Regions from separate parts of the Mus musculus genome. Here region 2 is linked to region 1. A link is a contact called in public Hi-C data. All regions are on one chromosome and are shown on one strand. Each heading gives the region's core, a stretch centred on a gene start, on an enhancer-like site or on the middle of the called end of the contact. The rest is flanking DNA. Distances are from core to core; before and after follow the strand shown.

The links. A called contact is a pair of places that touch in the nucleus more often than the background predicts.
Region 2: a Hi-C map of rod photoreceptor shows a contact between it and region 1, with 1.9 times the contacts expected there. The contact joins two enhancer-like sites. A contact is called at or near these places in 1 of 484 Hi-C or Micro-C datasets (rod photoreceptor) and 1 of 115 datasets of contacts at active chromatin or transcription factors (embryonic basal ganglia).

Annotation. Positions count from the first base shown.
Region 1 is chr13:99,394,630-99,397,137 of GRCm38.p6, reverse strand. The region is part of intron 4 of Mrps27 (mitochondrial ribosomal protein S27); the gene reads right to left. Among named protein-coding and RNA genes, the nearest start is that of 6430562O15Rik, 17 kb to the left of the region's middle. Within about 2 kb of position 1,252, at least 21 of the 459 cell types and tissues checked have an H3K27ac peak or open chromatin away from gene starts, as enhancers often do. A contact at or near this core is called in rod photoreceptor, where this site is marked.
Region 2 is chr13:99,549,654-99,552,161 of GRCm38.p6, reverse strand. No RefSeq gene overlaps it. Among named protein-coding and RNA genes, the nearest start is that of Gm26559, 34 kb to the right of the region's middle. Within about 2 kb of position 1,256, at least 37 of the 459 cell types and tissues checked have an H3K27ac peak or open chromatin away from gene starts, as enhancers often do. A contact at or near this core is called in rod photoreceptor, where this site is marked.

The DNA.
Region 1 (2,508 bases), core at 3-2,502:
ATAATTACTTTCTTTTCTATCCTGCAGGAAATTCTGCTTTCAGAATTGTTAATTTCAGAATTCACAATCTTCGATGATTCTTTCAGTTATCACAAATACAAAATGGAAATATCACTACTACAGATTAAAATTCCTTTGTTGCTTGAGATCCCACATTTTATGCTTATGGAAGTTTCAGTTAATTTAACTTTCAATAAACATATGGTGAAGCTCTATTAAATGAATGTACTATGTTTTAAAAGATGTCTCCCTATCCCATTACCAAAGGCTAATACAAAGCCTGGACGTGAACACCTACAATTTACTAGCTACCCCTAGTAGATGAAATAAATGTAAGTGATTAGATATCTAGGTGGGTTTCTGAGTTGGGTTTACAGAGCTGTGATGCTCGAAGCCTGAAGTTCCAATCTTTCATTACCACTGTAACCTGACAGATGACACCACAATGAAGACACAAGTGACTTCCATTATCTGAGAAGTCACCTTTGCAGTATATAAGAGAAAAAAGTCCCCTTTGCAGTATAAAACACCGTGAGAGGAAGGCTCTGATGGCAAATGGGACCTGGGTCACTATAGTGTAGGTTGCAGATCTACATTTCTAAATCCAGGAGACAGATAACACACCCATGAAAAGACTATCCATCAGTAGTGGCCCTGTGTGAGGTACAATGACCCAAATTCCACCCCTGCTGGTCTAACAATACCTCTAACTCTAGTCTGGACATAAAACCTCCCCTCGCCTCCCCCACCCCCCGCCCAATACAGAAAAATATTAACTGTAGTCAGACTGTGTGCTACTTCGGCTCCTTCTTTCATGAGACCTAAGGGAGCCATTCAGAACAAAGTCTGTTGTTCTTTGATACTGAGTTTATCTGCTTCCAAAAGTCAGTGTGATTGACCAGACCAGGGAATTATGGGGAGAGAAAAAAAAATATTTATGCTGTGATTACTGATGCTCTTGATGGTGTCCCCAAAGAAGAAACACTTCTGTCTCTTTGGCCATCAATTGGAATTGCACCAGGAACCACTCTGGAGACTGTTACACAGGCCTGCTCACAGGTTAGCTTTAAGTACCCTGGAAGCCTGAGGGGGAAGCTAAAAGGAGAGGGTTTCTGGGTAGGTGAGGCAGCAAGCTAAGGAAAACTGGATCCTGGAACTAATCTTTATAAAAGCAAAGGGCTCTAGACAAACACTACAAAGTCAAGAAAGGTGGAACTAAGGCAGGAAACCCACACACTGATTAGTCATGGCTACACAGGAATAACTCTGAGGAAGGGGAAGGGAGACAGAAGGCAAAGAAAGTCAGCAGGATTAGCGGTCTGACTGACTGGAGAGAGGTCAGTGTTTCCAGAGACTCTCAAGCAGGCAGGGTCTGTGTGCCGCAGCGGAGGAGGAGATGAGGCACACGGTTGCAATGGCACAGAAGCCGGCGCGGGCGGGCAGACCTGACGTGGCTGCGGGGGATTACAGATGTCTTCGGCCATTTCTGAGGGGGAGAAGGTTCAGCACTAATCTGGGTTTCTTAAGAACCTGACTTTTTTCTCTCAGATACAGAAGAAAAGCATCTCTCAGAGCTCGCAGCATACTGATTCTCCCAGGGTGTAGCAGAGCCAAATCCCTGAGGATTTATTTTCCTCTAGCATGAAAGGAAGACTGGACTCGTTTTCAGCCTCACTATCCAGTCAGAGTCACACTATTTTTGTAACTACCAACCTCTCCTATTTCCCCCAATAAACTTTTAGCCCCCCCCCCCACTAAGCTCTTAGGCTCCCCCTCAACACACACAAAGCTCTTAGGCACCTCTCTCTCTTTCTCTCTCTCTTTCTCTCTCTCTCTCTCTCTCTCTCTCTCTCTCTCTCTCACACACACACACACACACTAAACTCTAAGGCTCTTTCACAGGCAGGAGACATGTCATCTCTTACTGCAAAGTCTTAGGTACTTAAGGATGTGGCGACAGTGGCTAGGCACACTAGGGTTTACCAATGCAAATATATATGCTGACACCTGTGAACATTGTGCGTATGGAAACAGCCTCCACTGCCATTTGTGAACATTGTGCGTATGGAAACAGCCTCCACTGCCATTTGTGAACATTGTGCATATGGAAACAGCCTCCTCGGACAGTTTTGAGTACCATCCTGCCTATAGTCAGCTGAAGCCAGGAGGAAACACTGCCTTTTTCCTACAAAGCAGGAGGAGATCCCCCTCGTGGCAGAGGAAGCACAGTAACAGGAAAACCACCCTTCCTTCTTCCTTCCTCCTTCCTCCCCTACTGCTTCCTTTGCACAATCCACAGAAGAAGGGTGACAGGATTCTGCCTTAGGGAACAGAGGTGCTGGCAGGGATGAACCAAAAGGAATGCTGGCAGAAGACAGGGTTCAAGGGTTCAAAGAACCCTCTTAAACTTTTAATCAAAACCACTCAGGCTCTTTGACACTGAACAATGCTTTAAAAGGGCTTTCCCTGGAACAAAAAGAAGAAATCACACCCAAAAGAAGTAGATGG
Region 2 (2,508 bases), core at 7-2,506, 160 kb before region 1:
AAATATAAAGATACAATATGAATTGTATGAGGAGCTTCAGAGATCTAAAGGAACAGTGGCAGCTACAGTCCGAGCCAGCTTGTTGGAAAGACACAAAGACAGGCAGTTAAAATGCAGGCAGATTCTTGAGCTCGAGGTCACAGGATACTGATTCACAGGACAATCAAAAGGGAACCTAGAATAAATAACTGAATTGATATGTAAATTTAAAAAACTGAGCTTTTGGTCTGCATAGGAGGAGCTAGCCGAAAGCAGTAACAGTTCCTTAGAATTTTTCTTTAGCAATAACTGAGCTGTCTGGAGAGGAGAAACAGATCTTCAAGAATTTTTTTCTAACAGGATTTCTGATTTGGTCAGAAAATCCATGGAGAGCGAACATAGCTCTTTTAAAATTTTTTATAACTCTTTTAAAAATTTTTTCTCACAGGACTTTTGACCTTGGTCAATGAGAAATCCCGAGAATACTTAGAGAGCTAGCAGCTCTTTCCAAACTTCTCTAGCAGCATCCAAAGATGAAGAGCGAACAGAGCTCTTTTAGAATTTTTTCCAGCTTTCTAAATTTGATTGGAAAACCCAATAATTACTTTTGGAGTTTTTCTACCAGGTTTTTTGACTTGGTTGGAAGATCCAAGGATTTTTTTTTTTTTTTTTAATAGCAGTTTTTCTGACTTTGGTCAGAAAAGCCATAAGCTATACAGACAGCTTTTAGAATTTTTACTAGCAGAGAGAGCTGGCTCAAACAGAAAGCTAGCTGTCTCACCAGAGAGTTTTTAGAGTAGCAACAAAAAGTCATCTAGAACAGAGCAGAACAGAGAGAGAGACAGACAGACAGACAGAGCACAGTTTGGAAAGCCATCTAGGCAGGACCCAGGTGATCAGCTTGGATCCATGATAATGACTTCTAGTTGTTTCTTTTCAGCGCTCCCAGGCACCCTGTCACTCAGAAACCAGGACCCAGCCGATGCTCGTTCTTGGCCTGCATCACTGTGAGCAGAAGCAGGAGCTACACGGCCGCCCACACACAGAGCAGACGGCACGCCACCAGCGATGGAATGAGGCACCTCTGGCAGTCCTATGGCTTCAGGACTGCAGCTTGAGATCTTGTGCATTTTGAAGGAGGGTAAAGAGAGCCAGGAGTCAGTTCCACAACGAACATAGGAAGAAATGTGTTCTTAACCCACCATAGCGTGGAGCATCCCTCAATAGTACAATGATCCACTGGCTTAGGATCTCTTAGACTTTCAGTCAGCATCTGTTCACAGGGGATACATAGTGATCAGCCAATAAGCCTTGGTTCTATTTTTAGATGCTGCTCCTCAGGCATCTCCACACCGCTCAGAAACACAGTCTTAAGTCTGCCTCTCGTTTGAAGAGGGAAATGCATTGTGTTTACTGGGTCTGTTCACATCCCTTTTCATAAACAGGTTAATTTCTTGGGAATACTTAGACATGTATTTTCTGGCCCACACAAAACCACTCAAAGAGCAAACAATTGAAAATCGTATTTGGTTTTATTTTGTTTGTTTTCTAGTTTGTGAGAAACATGACACTGTAGTCTAACATGGCAGATCACAGATTCAGAGACCAGAACTGGGGTTGTAGCTCAGCGATAAAATATTTGCCTGGTACATGAGAGAACATGGCTTTCATCCCCAAATACCACACACGAAACAAGGACAAACACCATACACATAGGACAGACAGGGCCTTGGAAGAACAACAGATGCCTTGCCTTTGGAGAATTCTACGGTAAATATGGAAAAGGGTAAAAATGTCTCTACATTTTCTCCCATCAAGCAGAGACTAAGCACACTGGCAAGGGTATGTGGGGCAATCTTATTGCTTCATTCTGCAGAGCTCCTGTCAGTTTGAATGAAGCCTTCCGTCATTAGCTCAGATACCCATGGCAACAACAGCCCTGCATGCTTTCTGAATGGTAGGCTGGTTTTCCATCCTACAAAACACTTCCCTGGTGTGATCTTATTTAACGTCACGATATCTCAGTGAGGAGGGCACTACCTAATTTTCTCCAGAGCACTCTCTGACCCTTTATCACTGAGAGAAAACAAAGGCAAGCAAATGTCTTCTGCTCTGCTGTGAGATCCCAGAGAACATAGGAGGAGCCAGAGATAGACGCAGGGCCTGGGTCGTCAGGTTCTGATACTGTGAAGCCAATGCAGCAGGTAACACTTGCTTTTCCAATACTCTCTCATGGGGAGGCTCACAGTGCAGTTTGAGTAGCTGGTGTTGAGCTCACGTAAGTCCTCCGAGTGGACAGGAAAGAATGGGTCTCTGTGGCAGAGCTCGTCCTCCCTCTGCTTAGTCAGCATCTTTTCCCTCCGAGCAGGGAGCAGCTGGGCTTAGTGAGCCGGAACCCAAGCAGATCAATAGCATGAACAAGTGAAGGCGTCGTTAGCAGAGTACTAATGTTCACTGCACATGCGTCCAGGGTGCTAGTCACAGAGCGAAGGTTAAGTAGAGTTAGTGAAATGACAGATGATTCATTGT